Linked DNA regions of Arachis hypogaea: region 1 is linked to region 2. A link is a contact called in public Hi-C data. All regions are on one chromosome and are shown on one strand. Each heading gives the region's core, a stretch centred on a gene start, on an enhancer-like site or on the middle of the called end of the contact. The rest is flanking DNA. Distances are from core to core; before and after follow the strand shown. Region 1 has its middle 6.8 kb from the start of LOC140176355. Region 2 holds the start of LOC112720823 (ADP-ribosylation factor-like protein 2).

Region 1 (6,031 bases), core at 436-2,935, 580 kb after region 2:
GCATAAAGTTTATAAGATGTGATTATGTCAAATATATGTATAGCCCAAGTGAGAGATTGTTAGGAAATTATTTTAATTTTCTAATTTGTTTGTGGACAATACATATATTAATTATAATCACAAATTATGCTATTTCAAATTAAATGACTTATATAATGGTGATCTCATTTATTGTTATAAATGCTAAATTGAATAAGTCATTATTACTTTTGATTTGGAATTAAATGAGAATAAAAAGCAGATATTATCTTTTATTCCTTAGATAATTATTTTGTATTTTAGATATATTATCTTTTAGACTTTAGATACTATTTTATTTGGGCTTTACGGTTTAATGGGTGTCATGCTCAAATATAAATAGTCCTTCAGGGTTTCGGTCCCCAATATACCAAAGCCGCCTTTGTTGCTCTTTCCCCATCAAAAGAGTTGCAATCCAGTCGCCTAGGAATACAGAAGGCTTTAGTTGAGGAAGATCGAAGGAACCACAAGATTGAGACAATCCTTCCATCTAATTTCTAATTTCTATTAGTAAAGGTACGCTTCCACATTATGATATATTTTTGGTGACTCAATATGGATGATCTGGATTAATAAAATAATTTATTCCAACATGTTCTTTATTTTAATTACACTTTTAAGTACTCTGAATAGATTTATTTTATTATACTTTTAATAACCAAACTAAACATTACTTATGTTAGTAAAGAGTGATCCACGGCATTGAGTGAGAGGATAGGAGATAGCGATGATTTCGGCGCTGGCTATATTGAATAGGACGGCAAAGTTATTGACGATGGGAATTCAACGACGTCGTTAAGGGATAAAGAAAGAGAGATTGCGTGAGAGGGCAGTAGATGACGACGACGTCGTTCTTCTTGTCACCACGGCGACTACGATGCTTGGAAGTACTGAAGCTACGTGACGGAGAAAGAATGGAGGAGTGGAAAGATGTTTCAATTAACGGGAGTGAGGTGTTGATATTTTAAGAAATTATATCATTACCCATCTCAAATAATAAATTACAAAATAATCCAACTATGGTTAATATAATAACCAATTAAAACGTGACACATGATAAAGAATAATTTATACGTTATTTTAGAGAAAATTGGATAGAATTCACCTAATTAAATATAGTCCATTTCTAATTGTTAAATTCATCATTTTTTTTCTATTAATTTTGACCAAAAGAACATACTTCATACAACACAAGCGAAATCACTACGATCATAGTAATATAGCTGACTTTCGTCACACTGTGCTACCCCATTTCTAAAACTATCCAATATCATCTTTTTAAACCTTTGCTAAGGATTATTGTTGTCCTTCAATTCTTCGCTACATAATAAATGGACACAATATTATCTAAACGTATATCCAATTTTCAAGAAAGTACGATGGAATACTTGAAACGTTTCATAAAGTACAATGACATATGTGAAAACTTTCCCAATGAATATATAAAAGATAATAGAAACAGGATACTAGATAGGGATGGATGCAATGAAAATGAAAAGCACGCAGTGGGAACGTTCGAGTGTCCGGACCGTTGACATTGTCAATTTTCGATTAGATCGATCGGTCGGTCCAGTCCAATTTTAAAAATCATGACTCGAACTGAACTAGCTAGGTCACGGACTGACCTCCTGCAGCCAGCTCACGGTCACGGAGACTCAGTACTCTCTCGAAATCACAAAACCACAGCACATGATTCCAAAACTTCCATTTATATTCCCTATCTCTTTCTCTCCATCTCTCTGTGCCCCACTAATTTTTTATATCAAATATAATTGGAATTTTATCTGATATAAGAATTATGTGATTTTCTTTTTCTTCAAAGTACTACTTTTTTTTATACTAATTAAAATTTAGTCCAATGATAAAAATGATTAATCCACAATAACATAATGAACTAGTTACTACTATATCCCTATAGCTTCCTCGGTAGTGGATGGATTGTTATTATTACGAGGGACAAACTTATGGTAGCGTTAGATATATAATCCATGATTCTACTTGTCGGTTTAATCTCTTTTCGTCAAGTGATTTTATAATATATACATGTTTTTAATAAAACGATTTAGGCTTTGATTCTTAGAATAAGAAAAAATTTAGTATATGAGAAATAAAAAAATATTTATGTATAATCACATTTTAAGTTGAAAAGAGATTATTGTTTGAAGAGATGAATTATATATAAAATTATTTATGTATCTTTAGTTATCAGTGTAAATTTAAAAATAATATTTGCATTTTTTTTGTACATAACCTTTTTTATATATTCTCTTTTTATGGTATAAAAAAATATTTTATCTTCTTTTACTTTTTATCGATCATTTTGAATATTAAAAAGCTAAAAGTGTACAAAAGAATTGTAAAAAAAAAAATTAGTGCAAATAACGTTATTCCCGTGGTGTTTAAATTTTTGAAATAAAATAATTTTATAATAACATGTATATTTTTTAGTAAGCCTTATCAATTTTTGTTATGGAAAATTCAACTAATTCAATTTAATTTCTTGAAATTTAAATAAGAATTTCAAACTTATATAATACATACACTTGCTTAAAGAATTAAATTTCCTATTATTTTGACTATTGTGATATTGTTACAAAAGACACATTGCATGTTGTGGTTGATTTTTTTGTTATGGAAGCTGTGAATGTGTTGTGCATAATTATAGATGTTAGAGGTAGTAGACCAATTTGTGGGACAATTTTTGTTCAAATTTGGTGTTAAGAAATTGGACCCTTCGATTTCATTGTTGAAAATTTTTTGTAAGCAAATCGGAGGGTCCGTTTTGTATGAAGGAAATATCTGAAATTTATATGAAACTTATCGGACATTTCGAGTTCTGCATGAATGAAAATTTCTTTTTTATTTTCCCTCAACAACTCGCATGGTCTGTGTTGTAGTGAATAAGTCGGACTGTCCGATAAGCCTCGCCCCACTCGCACCGTCCGATTTCTTACCTGCTGACACCACATGCAGGTAAAGCACACCTGATCCCCATAACGGGGTCCTACCCCATTCTAGCCTCCATAATAAAATTAAAAAGTGGCATGTTGTTGCTATCTAATAAGAGTGTTAGGGATCAGTAAATTTTGTGATTTGTAACCATTAATTAGTCATTATCGATATTTTTAATGGTGTAAAATTTTATCTAATGGTATAAAATTATTCACTTTTTTTTTACTGATTAAGTGCTGGCTAAATTTTAATAAAAGTGTTGGTCCCTTAGACTTTTTCATCTAATAATCTGAGAGTCAGAAACCATGACAATTTAATCATGACTAAATAGACAAAAAATATACATAAAAAAATTTGCGATGAGTAAAAATATATATAAAAATTTATAATTAAAATATACTTCAAGAATTGTTTTTAATAAAGAAAAATCGAAAATTTATAAATATTAAAATCTCGCTAAGTATAATGTTTTCGTCGTCAAAACCAATCTTTTAAATACGGTGAAAGTTCAGGTATAGTCGACTTCACATAAAGTTGATAATTAAGAGTTATTAGATAAAAATTTAGTCAAATCAATTAAATTATCTAACAGTTCTTAATTATTAACTTTACGTGAAGTCGACTGCACTTGAGTTTTCATCGGATATTTATGTATCTTTGATGTGTATCTTTATTCATCCCAAACTCTTCCTTTTATATTTCTTGTCCATTTATTCGGTTAATTATATCTATTCTTGTTCTGCACATAATAAGACGTTGTTGAGTGCATGCATGTCTTCGCGGATGTTCTATATGATGCCATGTGTTACTTACTGCATGTTGAATAATATATAATCTTATTCTAGCTATATATCTTGTTTAACGAAAGGTTAAACTCATTAATTAGCTAGCTAGAATCTTCAAAGATGCATGTCTCTTGCTCTCTCTCTATATATATGGCACCCTTCACAATATATTCTCACTTATCATAGAAAACCGATAAGGGTTCGATTTCCACTTTCTACATTCAAGCAATCCGAGGAAAATCAAAGAGAGAAGAAAACAAAGATAACTTAATTAGCGATGTTTCCAACAACCTCAAAAGCTACGTTTTTTATTTTCATGATTCTAATGCTGAATGCTATGCCACCAATAATCTTAGCATGTGGTCCTTGCACGCAGCCGCATCCATCACCACCTCACCACCACTACCGCCCAAAACCCCCGCCACATCACGGCGGAGGAGGAAAACACCCCTCGAAACCGCCGTCATATCCATCACCACCAGTCATCATCATCCCGCCTCCAGTGCAACCCCCTCCAGTAATCATATACCCGCCGCCGCCGGCTCGAGCGACCTGTCCGATCGACGCGCTGAAGCTAGGGCTGTGCTTGGACGTTGCCGGAGGGATTGTGCATGTGGGAATAGGGAACCCGGTGGAGAATATTTGTTGTCCAGTGATTCAAGGGTTGCTTGATCTTGAAGCGGCGATTTGTCTTTGCACCGTTATTAGGATTAAGCTTCTTAATCTCAACATATTCATACCTGTTGCTCTTCAGGTTCTTGCAACTTGTGGCATGACTCCTCCTCCTGGTTTTGTTTGTCCACCTCTAAAATAGTTAATTAATTAATTAATTAAGGACTAGCTAATACTACTTTGTAGCTTAATAATTCCATTTTCATACTCTATTATATATAAATTATCATCAAGGTCATATATATGTATGTTTTAAGGTGTTTCAATTTAATTAATTTTGCTGTGCTATATATTAGGGTTTTTCTTATGGGTTCATGTAATAACTAGTTAATACTACCTCTTATCTATCATAAAAGACTTATGGATGTGTAATATATGTTGTTTATTTTAAGCCCAACGACATAACTCTCATTATGTTTTTCTAAGTGTTTTGTTGTGATATATTTAATTATTTATTGGGCTTAATTTGAAATAAAAGAAATATTGAACAGGCGTTTAAAAGGACAAACACATTGTGTTTGGTATTCCTAAAACAGTTTGGACAGATAGACAATGATTTTTATAAATAATGTAAACAATAAATTCTAAAAAAATCTAATAACGTAAAAAAAATACTTCATTCCTAATTTATCTCTTAAATCCTAATGTTAGAATAACCATTCGTACATTTAATAATAAATTGAACATTCAGTTATTATTAATTATGTATGAGTAAATTCAATAAAAAAAAATAACTATCTAATTAAGAATAATTAAGATAATAATCAGTATACCTATTAAATTGAGCATTTGACATATCAATTGTTCACATTATTATTTAGTATTCTTATTATTCTTATTATTTCCCTACATTTTTCTTAAAAAATATTATATGTTAGTATTTGTCGTTTTCAAAAATTAAAAGTATTTTTAAAAGTATCGAGTGATAAATTTTTTAAAATTAATTTGTATATATTAAAATTTAAAAGTCTAATATAATTTTATATATTAATAAATATTTAAATTTATGATTTTTTAATCTTAAAAGTTATTTTTACCAAACATAATTATTATTCTTTATGTTTATTGAAAATATTTTTTAGATTGATTTACTAAATATGGATAAGGTAACTTTTTAAAAAAATATAATTTTGAAAAGGCAACTTTTTATAAATTACTTAAAAAAATTATTTTTCAAAATTTAATTTTTATAAATTTTCGAAATGTAAAAACTTTAAGGCTGCAAACACTGATTCGATTAGTGGATAACTTTTGGGACACCAATACTTCTGTCTACATATATGCTTATAATTTGGACAACTTAATTAGATGCATTTGAGTTAAAAATTAATTAACTAGTTGAGTTATTAAACGCTGTATGGTTAGGATTTATGTACATAAAATACGTACATATACTTAAAAAGCAATGCACAAGGCCTATGTAATTATGTAAAATAGTCAAACAATGCTATATCATCTGTGTGCCTGCTGCCATTAAAACCATGTATGTTTTCATTCATTAGTTTCTTGCAGAGTGACAGAGTCCCTATTTGCTGCTATGCTACACTGCCAGTAACTAAATTATACGTACTTTTTGTCCATATTAAATACGGATTTAACTTAAC
Region 2 (6,610 bases), core at 945-3,444:
CAGGGACACTATTAATATGTTACAGCAAAGTAAAAGAGGCTGTGACCTATTGTTGCAACAGATAATTAGAAAAAGGGTTATACGCCTTATTGCTAATCCAAGGCATCAAAAAGACACAACAACCAAAATGAGAGAAAAAGAGAGAGAGGGGGGGGGGGGGGGGGGGACTTCGTAAATGCCACATGTAATCAGCTAGATCACATCATCAGCTTGAACAAGGAATGGGGATTAAGTACTAATCTGTATAAACAAAGTTAAATAAAAGAAAATTAAAAATAAAAAAGATGGAATAATTATTCCATCCACTGTTCATATTCTGTTGCTAAGCAATCCTTGTCTACACCAATTATTAATCCAAGTGCAAGGCAAATCAACTTAATCACAAAAGTGATGAGCCATAAATGAGAAATGTTAGGGAACAAAAACATTTTATCAATATTAGCCAACACACTGGGCCAATACTTTACCTTTATACTATTAGCATTTAGGATCTAGGGTTTAGAATTTAATGCTTAGTATTTAGAGCTGGCCAAGTGTTAGCAAAAAATGATAAACTTTGTTGGTCATATAGCCCTACTTGTCTTAAATAGCTTGTTTAAGAAGTTATATTCTTGTTAACTACTTGCAGATATTTTGTTGTCAGCACATATCATAAGATTCCTATATTAATCCACAGGACAAGTCTTACCGGAATGTCAGTTTTCATGCCAATACAAGTCACTGCATTGTGCCCATATCCAGTTAAGTCTGTTGATGTCTGCTCAGGAGCCAGCCTCACTGCATACAATAAATAAAACTTCCAAATTTCAAAATATAGAAAGGACTGGAAAATAAACAAGTATGGTATAATACTATAATGTTAAACAACTTGCAACTGATATAACTAACACACTGGTTTTTTCCTTCCAATGCCACCGCATTCTACAAATTTCATTCAAACATTCTTGTGCTAATCTCAAGATAACCAAACAATCAGCGGAAAAGGTGAGGCACTTTCAAGTGCACTGGCATCCCGCATTAATGTGGGTTTGGAGAAGGGCCGAATCCAAAAGAAATAATGTAGGCAGCCTAATAGATAATTACCTGTTTTCCCAGCTTAAACATGTGACATCTCAACCGTTGTACTAAGGCTCCCCTTCACAGACACTACGCACATAAATAGAATGATGTAAAATGCAAAAACAAAATAACTTACTGTTGAATTTCTTCTTCGCTATGCTTCCATTGTTGAGCGAATACAGAAAATTCTTGACAGCCTCGGCATTGAACCGCGCTGTGTACTGCAAAACAAAACAAAACAAAGCAATACACAGACGCATAATTAAAGACAAATTAACACCTAACAGCAACGAGTTCATTCCCAAAATTTAACAAATAATTACAGGCCACCTGAACCACAACAACATAATACTTGGAGTTTTTGCGATCGCTACAATCAACGACATTAGCGGGCGCTTGCGTGTTAACCTGACCAGTGAGCACGATAACAAGATTTCACGATTTCAGCTAATGAATTAAATTATAAAATGATTTTATAGTTTGAAGAGAATGAGGATAGTGAATACCAAAACGATGCTTTTGCAGAGATGTTGGATGGAGTGAGCAGCGAGGGCATCGCGTCGAGCTTCAAGAGACCAGTCGTAGTAATCAGGTGGGACCCTCTTGAAGGAAAAGTCGTTAACGGCGTTAGAGCGCAAAATGGAGGAAAGACGAGTAACGGTGTCAGCTTCGTCAACGATGGGAGAATCAGTTGATGGAGTGGAGTGGTTTTGGTTTTGTTTTTCTAACTCCGATATGCGTTTCAGGAGCTGGGTTTGAACTCGTTCCAGCTCCGCCAGGGCTTCCATTCTTGTTCTTGTGGTAGTTTGCTACAGAGCCACCTAGCTAGAGGGATTAGGTGTTAGAAAAACTAAATTAATTAACTAGAATAAAAGTATTTCTACAAATTACAAGAGTTTTGAAAAAAAATTCTACTATAGAATTTCATCCTTTTATAAAAAAAAAATTAATTAAATTCTTTTACACAAAAAAAAGAAAACCCAACTCCCCAACGCGTCACCCCTTCCCCCAACACCCCCTCATTCGTGAATGAATCAGAAGCAAAGTTCAAAAAATCCCCAAACCAAAACCCTAGCTTCAACGGTTCTGCCGCCGTCCGGGGTTGTCGTCGCGCTCAGGAACTTCCTTCTTCGCCTGGTTGTCGTGCTCCAAGTCTCCAATCCCTCTCCTTATTCACCAGTCGCCAGCGTTCTCGTCCAGGGGTCCTGTTCGGCCGCTCTTCGTCCGTCGTCGCGGTCATCGCCAGGTCGCCGTCGTTCGTCGCGTTCAACTGCTCTTCCTCATACTCTACTCACTGCCCTCACCGAAGGTAATGGTTGCTCTGCTCAGTGCTCAGCCTCGTTCTTGGTTGATTAGCTTTTGCTCTGTCCCTGCTTGATGATGATTGATGACTCTGTGTGCTCATTGTTCATTACTTCTTGCTTAAATTGAAAATCTTGTTAATCCTGTTAATTAAATTGAGGATTGATGACTCTATCACTGCTCATTGCTCATCCATTTAGAGATTTTCATTTTTATCTATTTCTTTTTCATGAGAAGAATTTTATTAAGATAAAGAGAAAAGAAAATGGAGAAAGAGATGATAGAGACCCACTTTACAAAAAATCAAGAAAGAAATCATATTGGTCATATGATCTACACAATCCATGCATTTTCATGTGTTCAGAATATCTAGGCTGTGAATTTATCTTGTTACCAGGCCCAACATAGAGCTAACAGAAAACTATTAATAAACTATGAATTCCTTGTCAAATGGTTGATATTTTTTGGGTTTGTGACTGATAGGAAATACTGGAAAGCTTAGGACTAAAAATGGGTAAGTTGCATTTTTTGATCCATTTTTTCCCTTGGAACTCAATTTTGGTTCCCAACTGTATCAATTGCACAACCTATTTGAGATGATATATTGGTGAAACAACAAAATGTGTTTTTATTTTTTGGTTTTTATTTGGTAACAATTGTAATGGGAACTTTTATAGGTACTTTCTCATGTTTTTAGATTGGGAGATTGCAGACTCGACACTGTAGTTTTGGTAATGCCATTTTCAGCAAGCTTTCAATTTGTTTACGTAATATCCTTGATATTCTTTCACCACCCCAGAACCCTTCACCATAACATATTAGCTCTTTCACTTGCAGTTTTCCTCATCTCGCTTCGGGTGCCCCAGCCGGCCACCACAAGTTCCTGGAAAACATCCCCGTCATCCTCCGCCTGCAGCGTTGCTAGTTACCCGAGAACCTCCACCTCGGCCTCATTGTCGTCTCCAGGTTCCTGCGCTACGGCTACCATCCCTTTTCCTCATCGGCGGAGCCGCCGGCCGCGTCGGTGACACATTCACCTAACCTCTCCGGCCTTCGTTTCGGCCCCACCACCAGCATTTCGAGCTTTTCTCTTCTCGATGGGTCTTCTCAGCATCATTCGTAAGATCAAAAGAAAAGAGAAGGAAATGCGAATTCTTATGGTGTGAGTTTCTTTCCACTTCCGATCTCTCTCTCAAAACCCTCTCTCGTTTTTGTTATCTACTTTCTTGAATTATTTTTTCCTAATTACCTTCTTGCCCTTTGTTTGCTACATACTATACAGGGGATTGGACAATTCTGGGAAGACAACAATCGTTTTGAAGATTAACGGGGAGGATACTAGCGTCATTAGTCCTACTCTTGGCTTCAACATCAAAACCATCACCTACCAAAAGTGAGGAATCTTCTTCTCATTTCACTTCACAAAACATCACAGTCCCTACTATTGTTAGCTATCTTGTACTATTTTTCTTAGGAGAGAAAAATATGAGGATGAGTTTATATTACTATAGTCACTATTTAGGGGTAGATATGGGTTGTGACCCCTTGGTAGCATTACTCTTTTGTTTAAAGGGAAAGACTTTGATTTTTTTTTTTTTTTTTTTTTGAAATTTGTCACTGATGAGTGAAATATCTCAGCTAAAACTGCAATTGGGAAATGTAGTTAGTTTGATAGTGGTGAAACTAAAATCTCATGTACGGTTCTGGAATAGTGATGACATTTCCAAACAACCATCAAAGTTTGATGGTATGATCAAAACATACTTAGATGATATTAATCTTTTCTAGATTTGAGTGCTGCTGTGTTTAAAGGATATGTCACTCCAACATTCCCATTTCCTTCCTTCTCATGGTCATACACAGAATAAAGAGGTGATTGTCAAACTTAATGATTAGACATTCTGGTTGACATACATGGATCACACTTAAAAAAGTAGGTGTGAGTTTCAATCATGAAAGTACTGATTGTGAACACAGTTGCATAACTAAAACTTATATTTACTTGAACTGCGATTTAGCGTTATGAGTTATGACTTAGTTGATGGCAGTCCTGTTTCCATATTTGTTATTGAGATCCCAAAATTTTGTTGAATCCATTTCTAGCTCGGGTGTTGGCTGAGATTTATTCTAAGTGCGTGAAAGATTTCCTTTTAGAATTTATTTGGGAGTATTTTCTTGTAATTTTCACTTTTTCGATACACAACATGCTCGTTCTTTTTGTTTTTGGCCTTTGTTTGCTTCATATCGTACAATAATTAACTAAATGCTAAGGCGTGTAAACACATTGAAATGGCAGGTACACCCTAAATATATGGGATGTCGGGGGACAGAAAACAATACGATCTTATTGGAGAAACTACTTCGAGCAAACGGATGGTTTGGTTTGGGTAGTTGACAGTTCAGATCTAAGAAGGTTGGATGATTGCAAAATGGAGCTCGATAACCTCCTAAAGGAAGAGGTCTGTTTTCTGTTCAATCCAAGTGGTATCTATTGTACTTAACCAAAGCGGTATCTCTTTTCTTATTGTTACTAACTTAGGTGCTCAATTCATAACTGTTTCTCCCTTAACTTCCTATATTTCTCAATTATTACTAATGTTCTTAATACCTTTTTTTTTTCCCTTGTGATAGAGGCTATCTGGAGCATCCTTATTGATACTAGCAAATAAACAGGACATTAAAGGTGCCCTTATGCCTGAAGAGATAGCCAAGGTAAACTTAATTTTGTCATCTCTAAGCAATCACTACATCAGTTCCTTAACTTTTTTATAGCCTCCCTCACCAAATTTATATAGTTTAACTTGTATTTATTCTCTCAAATGCTCTCTTTTGTAGTTAAATTTCTATGCCCAAACATTGTCTGCACTGAAATCTGTCTGAGAACTAATTTCAAATCATCTTTAACCTTTCCATGCATTGAATTTTGTCTTGGTTTGCATTTGGGGTAATGTGGTTGGGTGGTTAGTTAGGGGAAGTTAGTGACTATAAATAAAGAGAAGTGGGGATCAGGGTATTTGGCATTTGTCTTGGAAAGTGAAGACAAACTAACTGTTCCTCAAATCAGTGTAACCTTTTTTCTAGATTTCTTAACACAGCATATATGCGAATAACGAGTTGAACTCCTAAGCATGTCTAAAACACTATTCTATTATAGGTAGTATCATGCAAAATGCGAAAACAAAACTGATTTTGATATGATTACTATCAAATGAATTGTCACTTCAATTGTAAGCATCAATCATAATCATGAAAAGCTCACCGTTAAGTCTCTCATACCATATTCTTATAAATCAAGCTAGTTATCCCTGGTTTAATATATTATTGTTTGGTTTTTAATATTGTCCTTTACGGCTCAGGTGCTTAACTTGGAAGCCATGGACAAATCTCGTCATTGGAAGATAGTTGGCTGTAGTGCATACACTGGCGAGGGTCTGCTTGAGGGTTTTGATTGGTTAGTCCAGGACATAGCCTCCAGAATCTACATGCTTGATTAATAATTCAGGAAATGGTTCAACCTTTCCTGAGCATCCTTGAACCTAGTATGCTGTCTTTGGAATAAACTGTCCATTGCATCACTGAGACTTTCCAAGTTTTTATATTTTCAAAATTTTTTTTTTTTCATTTTTATTACCTTGTCGTTGCTTTTCTGGCACTGTAAGATTTTGAAGAAATGTCAGAATACTGTAGGAAGGTGTATAAAACTGAAGTGGAATGATTATGATTTATGAGTGCATGTCCGATAGCTTCATTCAAATGTGAAAGATGATAGAAAACTAGTGACAAAAATATGGGAGATTAGTTAAGTGACAAAGTTAGAGTTTAATAATCTTTGAATCAAGGTAGTAAAACTCATATATGATAGAAGTTACAAATTTAATAGTAATTAAATTATTATTTTTTTATTTTATCAATTTTTTCATCTTAGAAGTTTTTTTTCGATATTTTATATCATACTTTATCCTTCAGTTTTGTAATAAGGTACCAGTATGTACAAATCTAAAGCTTTTAATATGTTGATATTCATATACAATTTTTTAGCCAGGCACATGAATTTCTCGGCGCGTAAAATTCCACGTGCAAGCGCTTTTCGCATAATTTATGATCCATCTTATGGATCATAGCACTTCCTCTTTTTGCCACTTCCAACCAGTATTTACCACCATATTCGTGCCACCTTTCTCCCTTAGAATCGACCTTGAGTTGGTTTTACTCCTTGATTCATGTTTCCCTTATCCTTCTTTCATTTTTT

The links. A called contact is a pair of places that touch in the nucleus more often than the background predicts.
Region 1: a contact with region 2 is called in a Hi-C map of leaf, with 2.5 times the contacts expected there. The contact joins the enhancer-like site here to the promoter of LOC112720823 in region 2. A contact is called at or near these places in 2 of 8 Hi-C or Micro-C datasets (both in leaf).

Annotation. Positions count from the first base shown.
Region 1 is chr11:48,911,441-48,917,471 of arahy.Tifrunner.gnm2.J5K5, forward strand. No RefSeq gene overlaps it. Among protein-coding and RNA genes, the nearest start is that of LOC140176355, 6.8 kb to the left of the region's middle. Within about 2 kb of position 1,686, at least 2 of the 3 cell types and tissues checked have open chromatin away from gene starts, as enhancers often do.
Region 2 is chr11:48,331,277-48,337,886 of arahy.Tifrunner.gnm2.J5K5, forward strand. It overlaps LOC112720823 (ADP-ribosylation factor-like protein 2), which reads left to right and starts at 2,195. Exons shown (of 7, transcript XM_025771916.3): 1 at 2,195-2,368; 2 at 3,039-3,092; 3 at 3,199-3,523; 4 at 3,644-3,754; 5 at 4,658-4,820; 6 at 4,993-5,073; 7 at 5,718-6,115. The coding sequence starts at 3,459. The coding sequence ends at 5,855. It overlaps LOC112720822, which reads right to left and starts at 1,878. Exons shown (of 5, transcript XM_025771915.2): 1 at 1,566-1,878; 2 at 1,390-1,467; 3 at 1,196-1,280; 4 at 689-777. The coding sequence starts at 1,847.